Regions from separate parts of the Sus scrofa genome. Here region 1 is linked to region 2. Evidence: chromatin contacts called from public promoter capture Hi-C data. All regions are on one chromosome and are shown on one strand. The core of a region is the stretch at or near the end of the contact, and the rest is flanking DNA. Distances in the headings are between cores, read along the strand shown.

What was found. Promoter capture Hi-C pulls out the DNA fragments that hold promoters and counts their contacts.
Region 1: a contact with region 2 is called in a promoter capture Hi-C map of fetal liver, with 3 times the contacts expected there. The contact joins the promoter of ZNF629 here to the promoter of HSD3B7 in region 2. A contact is called at or near these places in 1 of 5 promoter capture datasets (fetal liver) and 1 of 2 datasets of contacts at active chromatin or transcription factors (alveolar macrophages).

Annotation. Positions count from the first base shown.
Region 1 is chr3:17,608,371-17,611,435 of Sscrofa11.1, forward strand. It overlaps ZNF629 (zinc finger protein 629), which reads left to right and starts at 1,730. Exons shown (of 3, transcript XM_005653002.3): 1 at 1,730-2,129.
Region 2 is chr3:17,461,797-17,464,918 of Sscrofa11.1, forward strand. HSD3B7 (3 beta-hydroxysteroid dehydrogenase type 7) reads right to left here and starts at 1,585. Exons shown (of 7, transcript XM_005655085.3): 1 at 1,340-1,585; 2 at 794-965; 3 at 420-575; 4 at 19-127. The coding sequence starts at 1,456. It overlaps SETD1A (histone-lysine N-methyltransferase SETD1A), which reads right to left. Exons shown (of 21, transcript XM_021086406.1): 20 at 2,878-3,015; 21 at 1,972-2,797. The coding sequence ends at 2,624.

The DNA.
Region 1 (3,065 bases), core at 480-2,979, 150 kb after region 2:
ATGTACTGTTTTTTGTTTTTTTTTTTTTGGTCTTTTCTACAGCCATATGGGTAGCATATGGAGGTTCCCACGCCAAAGGTTGAATTGGAGCCATGGCTGCCAGGCCACAGCAGCACCAGATCTGAGCTGTGTCTGTGACCCACACCACAGCTCATGGCAATGCTGGATCCTCAACCCACTTAGCAAGGCCAGAGATTGAACCTGTGTTCTCATGGACACTTGTCGGGTTTGTTAGCCACTGAGCCACGACTGGGACTCCTTGTACTGATTTTTAAATGTGGCAAATTAACTCAGTTTAAAGAAGCCCCCCAAGCCTTGTAGGCCAAATTCACCTTTCACTGTTCCTTGACCCAGGTCCAGATCAGCTTTCTGTAGCCCTGGGAGAGCAAGAGAGGGTTTCAGGATGTGCCCATAAGCCTCTCTGATCCCCAGTTGGCCTCGTCCTCACCTGTGTCTTGGGTGGGGTGGGGTCTGTGGGCAAATGTGATTGTGTAGTTGGAGCCCAGCAGTGGTGCCTTTGCCCAACTTTGTCCCATCTCCTGGGGCCTCAGGGCTTAATCTAGAAACACCTGAGGCAGGACAGCTTTGTTCCACACACTGAGCACCTGCTCCCTTCCAGTCCCTGTTCTAGGCACGGCCAAGCCCCTGCCCTGGTGGAGCTGACCTGCATGCCTGTGTGTGCAGGAGAGTCAAATTGTGTCCAGGTAATGCAGGTGGCTGCTTCTAGAACAAGGGGGGGAGGAGAACAAGGGGAAGCCAGAGGCCCTAAGGTGAGAGGGAGTTGTCAACAGTGATGGGAGCCAGGGATTAGATGGTGATAGGCCTCAAGAAGGAGACAGTGCTGATAAGGGAGCAGAGGCCAAGCCCACAGCTCCAAAGCCCAGATGCAGGCCCAGAGGAGCTGTGTCCCCTTTACCTTTCCCTCAGGGTTTGTTCCTTCTCTTGCTCCCTCATATCTCTGGACATTTAGCCCTTTTGACGCTTTCCTATAATTCCTTTGTGTTTCTCTCACACACACACCAAACCTCTTGAGTTCTTGAGGGCAGAAAGTCTGATGTTTCACTTTGAGGTGTCCCCACATTGCCGTATAATAAAAGGCTTTCCATACACCAATGTGTTACATTTAAGTAAGGATGGCAGGGCCTGAAGCCACTGCCTCACTTCTCACACCTTTTTTTCCCTCTTCTGTGAAATGGGGACAATCACGGCTTGTGTAGAGGAAGGAAAGACATAACGGCTGTAAAAATCCGAAGCCCAGATAACCTGGACCTTGGGAGGTTCCTACATTTCCCCCAGGTTTTCAAGAGGTTTCTTCTGCTCTGAGCAGGGTGCCTTCAGAGCTACGGGGAGAAGGTCTGGCTCTCCTCCCTCCTGCCACCCCTAGGGCCTTGGTTTCCCCCTCTCAGGGGACCTGTTTGAGGATGAGGGGCCGCCAACACCCTCCGTGAGGCTGGGGCCAGAGGCACAGGCTGCCACAAATGTCTCATTGGTTGTGCTGGTCCCTTCAGCCCAAATTCTTGTTGCTGTCACTTCTCACTTCATCGAAGCCATTTTTCAGTCTGTAGGATGCTCCTGCTCTGGGTGTGTCGTGCCAGCCCCTGCTCCCACCCCACAACCCCGGGGGCTTCCAAGCCCCAACCCTGGGTCTGAGTCCCAACAAAGGCAGGCCCCGGGGGAACAGCAGCCACCAAATCAGAGATAGGGCTTTCCGGGAGCGGCAGGCGGAGCCCCTGTGAGATGGTAGTAGGTGGCCAGAAATCTGGAGCCCCTCACTGGCGTCTGGGTTTCCCCCAGAACCAGCTCCCACTGGAGACGGAGAGAGGGGCGTCGTCTCGGCTACCTCCCCGCTTCCCCGTACTCTTTTTTTTCCCAAGCTGTGGGAGCCAAAGGGTTAAATCCCATAGAGCTGATGCTCTGACTCCAGGCTAGAGGGGCCCGGGAAGCTGGGGTCACTTCCTGCTCCGTCCCAGTCACCCTGAACTGGTCCCCGGGTCCTCAGCCTGGGATCACCCCTTGAGAAGGACCCCAGAGTCCTCGGCATCTAGCCCGCCCCCCAAGGCAGGGCATTCAAGGGGTTAAGTCCCCTGGGGCTGGATTTTGCCTTGCGGCCTCTCCCAGACCCCAGAGCCGTGAGTTGGGGACGCCAGGGTTCCCGGGGGGTGGCCCGCAGGGCCCGGGACGGCCGCCGGGGAACAATGGGGCGCGGGAGGCGGGGCGGGCCCGGGCCTGAGCCCCCTCCCCCGCCCCCGGGCCGCCCGAGGCAGGGGTGGGGGCCGGGCAGGGGCCGCGAGGGCCGAGGATTCTGGGAAGAGCGCGAGGGTCTGGCTGTGGGGGAGGGGAGGGCGTGAGGATTCTGGGAAGAGGGAATTCGGCCGCCCGGGCCGGGGGCTGGGGCGCCGCGGGCGAGCCGGGAATCCTGGGTGCCCTGGGCGGGGGAGGGGAGGGGAGGATGCCGGGCGGGGGCTGGGGCTTGGGCGCCGGAAGGAGGGTCGCGGGCACCGGCTGGAGCAGAAGTCCAGGGTCCCGGCCGGTGCGGGCGCGGGGGGGCCGAGGCCAGGGCGGCTGCATTCCCGCAGCTGCCTCCATGTCAGGGTCACCCTGGGCCGCTCTCCACACCTCTCTGGAAAGCAGCCTTCCTCCTCTCCTTTTTTCTCGCTCGCCCTCCCTCCGCCGTGGGACTGGCCTGAGGTCCGAGGAGAGGCCGGTGCAGGCCCCAGCACTTCTTGCCTCGCTCCTTCTCCCCACTTTCATACTCCATGTCGGCCCTGTCATTAACCCGTTCCCTTCTACACTGGACCGCTGAGTTTGAATTTTCCAGACGATCAAGGTACACAAGCTCTTACCTGTCCTCAGCAAACATAGCGGGGGCAGCCGCCCAGCTTGGCAGAGGTCCCTGCTTCCATGTCCCCAAAGACGTTTAGGGCTGGGAGTGGGGGTTCTCACAACGTAAGGAGCTGCAGAGATGAAGCAATTCATTTACTTCCTAAAATCTTAACTCCCATCTCCTCCTGTTATGTGGCAGGGTTCTGCTGGCTCCTGCCTCACTCTGGTTACCACCCAGCTGC
Region 2 (3,122 bases), core at 335-2,834:
AGGGGAACCTCAGCTCACCTGTAGAAGGGCTGGCCCTTGATGTTGGGCCCCACAACTTCCATGCTGCTTGTGTAGACCAGGAAGCGTGTTCCATTCTGCACACAAGCCTCGATCACATTCTGTGTGCCTGGGGTAGGGGGGGACGTCTAAACCAAAGCTTCCTCCCCCTCTGCATCTTTCCGCTCCCCATCCCAAAGCTGGAGGAGGACCCGAGTCTTCCAGCTCCAGGCCCAGGGCGAACCACGGCAGGTCAGTGAGGGCCAGCCCGCCATGATGGGCAGGAGTGTCCACAGGACAGATTGTCACAGGAGAATTACAGAGGTCAAGGTCAAAGAGGGGGCAGGGAACAAACAGCCAAGTTCAGGCCATGCGCCAGGGAGGATTGCGTGTGTGATCAGAGTAGGTGGAGAGCCGCTCACCCTGCACGTTGACCTCATGGATGGTCTCCGGACTGGCTCTCCCGAACACATCCACCAGCCCAGCTGTGTGGATGACCACGTGGGCTCCGGCCACAGCCGCTGCCACCTCATGGGCCTGGGTCACGTCCCCCTGGATGGCAGTCACCTGCACGGGCCCTGGGGATGGGTAGGAGCAGCCAGAGGCAATGTCAGAGCTGAGGCCACAGGCCAGCTGCTGGGTTTGGCCCACACCCTTGGAAGCCACATATTCCCAATGTGACTCATTCATCCCATCCGTCCACACTGGAAAACATAGGAGACATCATCTTTTCCACCCCAAGGAAGGAAGTCCACATCCTCTCCCCCCGTCCCCACTCTGTCCCCACCACAGTCACCTGTCTCCAGTTCCTCCAGCCAGGGGCCCAGGTGTAGGTCGAAGACGCGCAGCTCACAGAGCCGGGGTTCCTGCTGCAGCAGCATGCGGACCACATGTTCCCCCAGGAAGCCACAGCCACCTGTGACCAGGTACACCAGCTTCTGGGCCTGAGCAGAATCTGCCATGCCCTGCTGGGGAAAGACACCCTGGCTCACCTGGGTTGCCTGCTGCCACCTGCCCCGGCACCTACAGCCCACCTGTTACTCCTAGAAGAGGCCTCTGGCTTAGTGGACAGCAACAGTGACCCGGGGCCCAGAGCCGTTTCCAGAGGCTGCAGCCGTGGGAGCCGCAGCCAGGTTACCTGTCCCAACCCTGCCAGCCGCACTTACCAAGATGAGGGGAAGGCTTGGCGTGCAGGGAGGGCTCAGGGTTTGAGGCGGAGGAGGAGGTCCCGAGACAGAAAAGGAAAGGCAGTTGGCAGGGAGCCGGGACGGCAGGGAGAGGAAGGTGGGAAGGGCCGGGATGGGGGGAAGGGACCCCAGGCCCTGGCATCACTGCTGCCTACCTGCTGCCAAGGTCCCAGGACACCCAAACTGGCCACCGGGAGGCCGTCTTCGTCCCCCAGGCCAGCGGGCCCGTGACACAGTCCCCTTCCGCTTGCTCCTCCTCCCTCCTGGCCCATTCCAGGAACAGAGACCAGCCCAGCCTCCACCTCTCCGCCCACCTTACTCTTGCCACAGGGCACCCTCTGGTGGCCACTCCACGCTGCACTGGCATCTGCTTCCAGCAGAGAACTTGAGGAAAGGGAATGGGGAAGCTGGAACCTGCTGGGTGGGCGAGGTAAAGGGAGCAGGCAGGGTGACCTCGCTCCCAGGGCATGATGTCAGTCTTTCCCTCCTGCTGGATTTCCCAGGAGGCCAGAAGCCCAGCAGCAGCTGTGGTTCTGGGAAGGGAAGGGAGGCCTGACCTTGGCCCTGCCCTGGCCGGCCTTGGCGGGGGATTTCTGGATGGCTGTTCCAGCCTAGCAGGTGGCCCAGAGTGATGGTGGCTGAGTCTGCAGGTCCTGGCTCTTGCCCGAAAGGCCCTCTCCCCACCCCAAGCTTCAGGCCACCTGTTTCCCCCTCTCTTCACTTGCCCCACCCTCTGTCCTCAGCCCCCATCCCACCCTACTCTTTCCCAAAGATACTGACCAAGCACTTTTGTACAATAAAGTTTAATCACAATTATAAAAATGTGGCGTTGGGTTTGCGCTATTAACATATGTACAGTCCAGCCCAACAGGAAGGGCCCGCCCCCCACCATCCCGGCCTGGCAAAGCCGGAGCTTCCAGACACCAGGCTGGGAGGGTGACCCACAGGGTCTGGCAGGAACAGAAGATGAGGCAGGGTTCCAGGCACGGAGTCCCCAGGACTGGGGGCGCAGGGCCCCCCCCCAGGGGGAGAACATGGCCACTGCCCCTAGAGACCCCTAAACTGGGGAGGGGTGCACGCAGGGCACAAAGGGGAAGCCCCATGAACACAAAGCAAGGGGGCTGTGCAGCCCCCAAGAACAGGATCTGTACAGGCCGGCACCCCAGGTTTCCACAGGAAACAGCTGCTGGCAGCTACAAAACATTTACAGCTTCTTCTCCGCAAAGAAAAAAAATTCAGGGGATGGGTGGGCAGGGGCAAGAGGGGAAGCAGAAGTCGCCTCAAGGGACTGAGGCTCCCTCCTGGGCTCGGGGGGCCCCCAACCCCACATTCGGAGATGGGGCACGTGGGCCCTGCTGAGCCCACTAAGGCTGGGTGGGCTGGGAGCTCAGGGCACCAAGGGGAATAAATAGGGGTGAGGGCACCAGTCCTGCCCCACCTCAGTTGAGGGAGCCGCGGCAGCTCTCGGTGCCGCACAGACACGGGATCTTGTTGTCCTCCAGCGGGAACTTGTAGTCGTAGGTGATCTCCTCGTCCACACCGATGGGCTGCTTGGAGTAGATCACGATCTTCTTCTGCGACTCGATGGTGATCACCTTGGCATAGCAGTTGGGCTGCAGGACAAGGATGGGGTGAGCTGCGGCTGTGCCCCTGGCCCCCGCCCCACCCCGGCCCGGCCCGGCCCCCCGCGCACCGTGCAGCAGTGGTTGATGAACCTCGCCAGGTTGCCACACTTCGTGGCATCGATGATGGTGTCATGATCCACCCGGAACAGGTAGCTGCTGCCAATGCCCTCCTGCACGTAGCGCTTCTCCCGCATGTCGGCCACCATCTAACAGCACAGAGCGTGATGGTCAGGGGGCTGGCCTGACCCCGCTGGCCCTTGTGATGAGGCGTCTGGACAGTCTCCCAGCTACCACCCTGGAGGCCACGCCGACC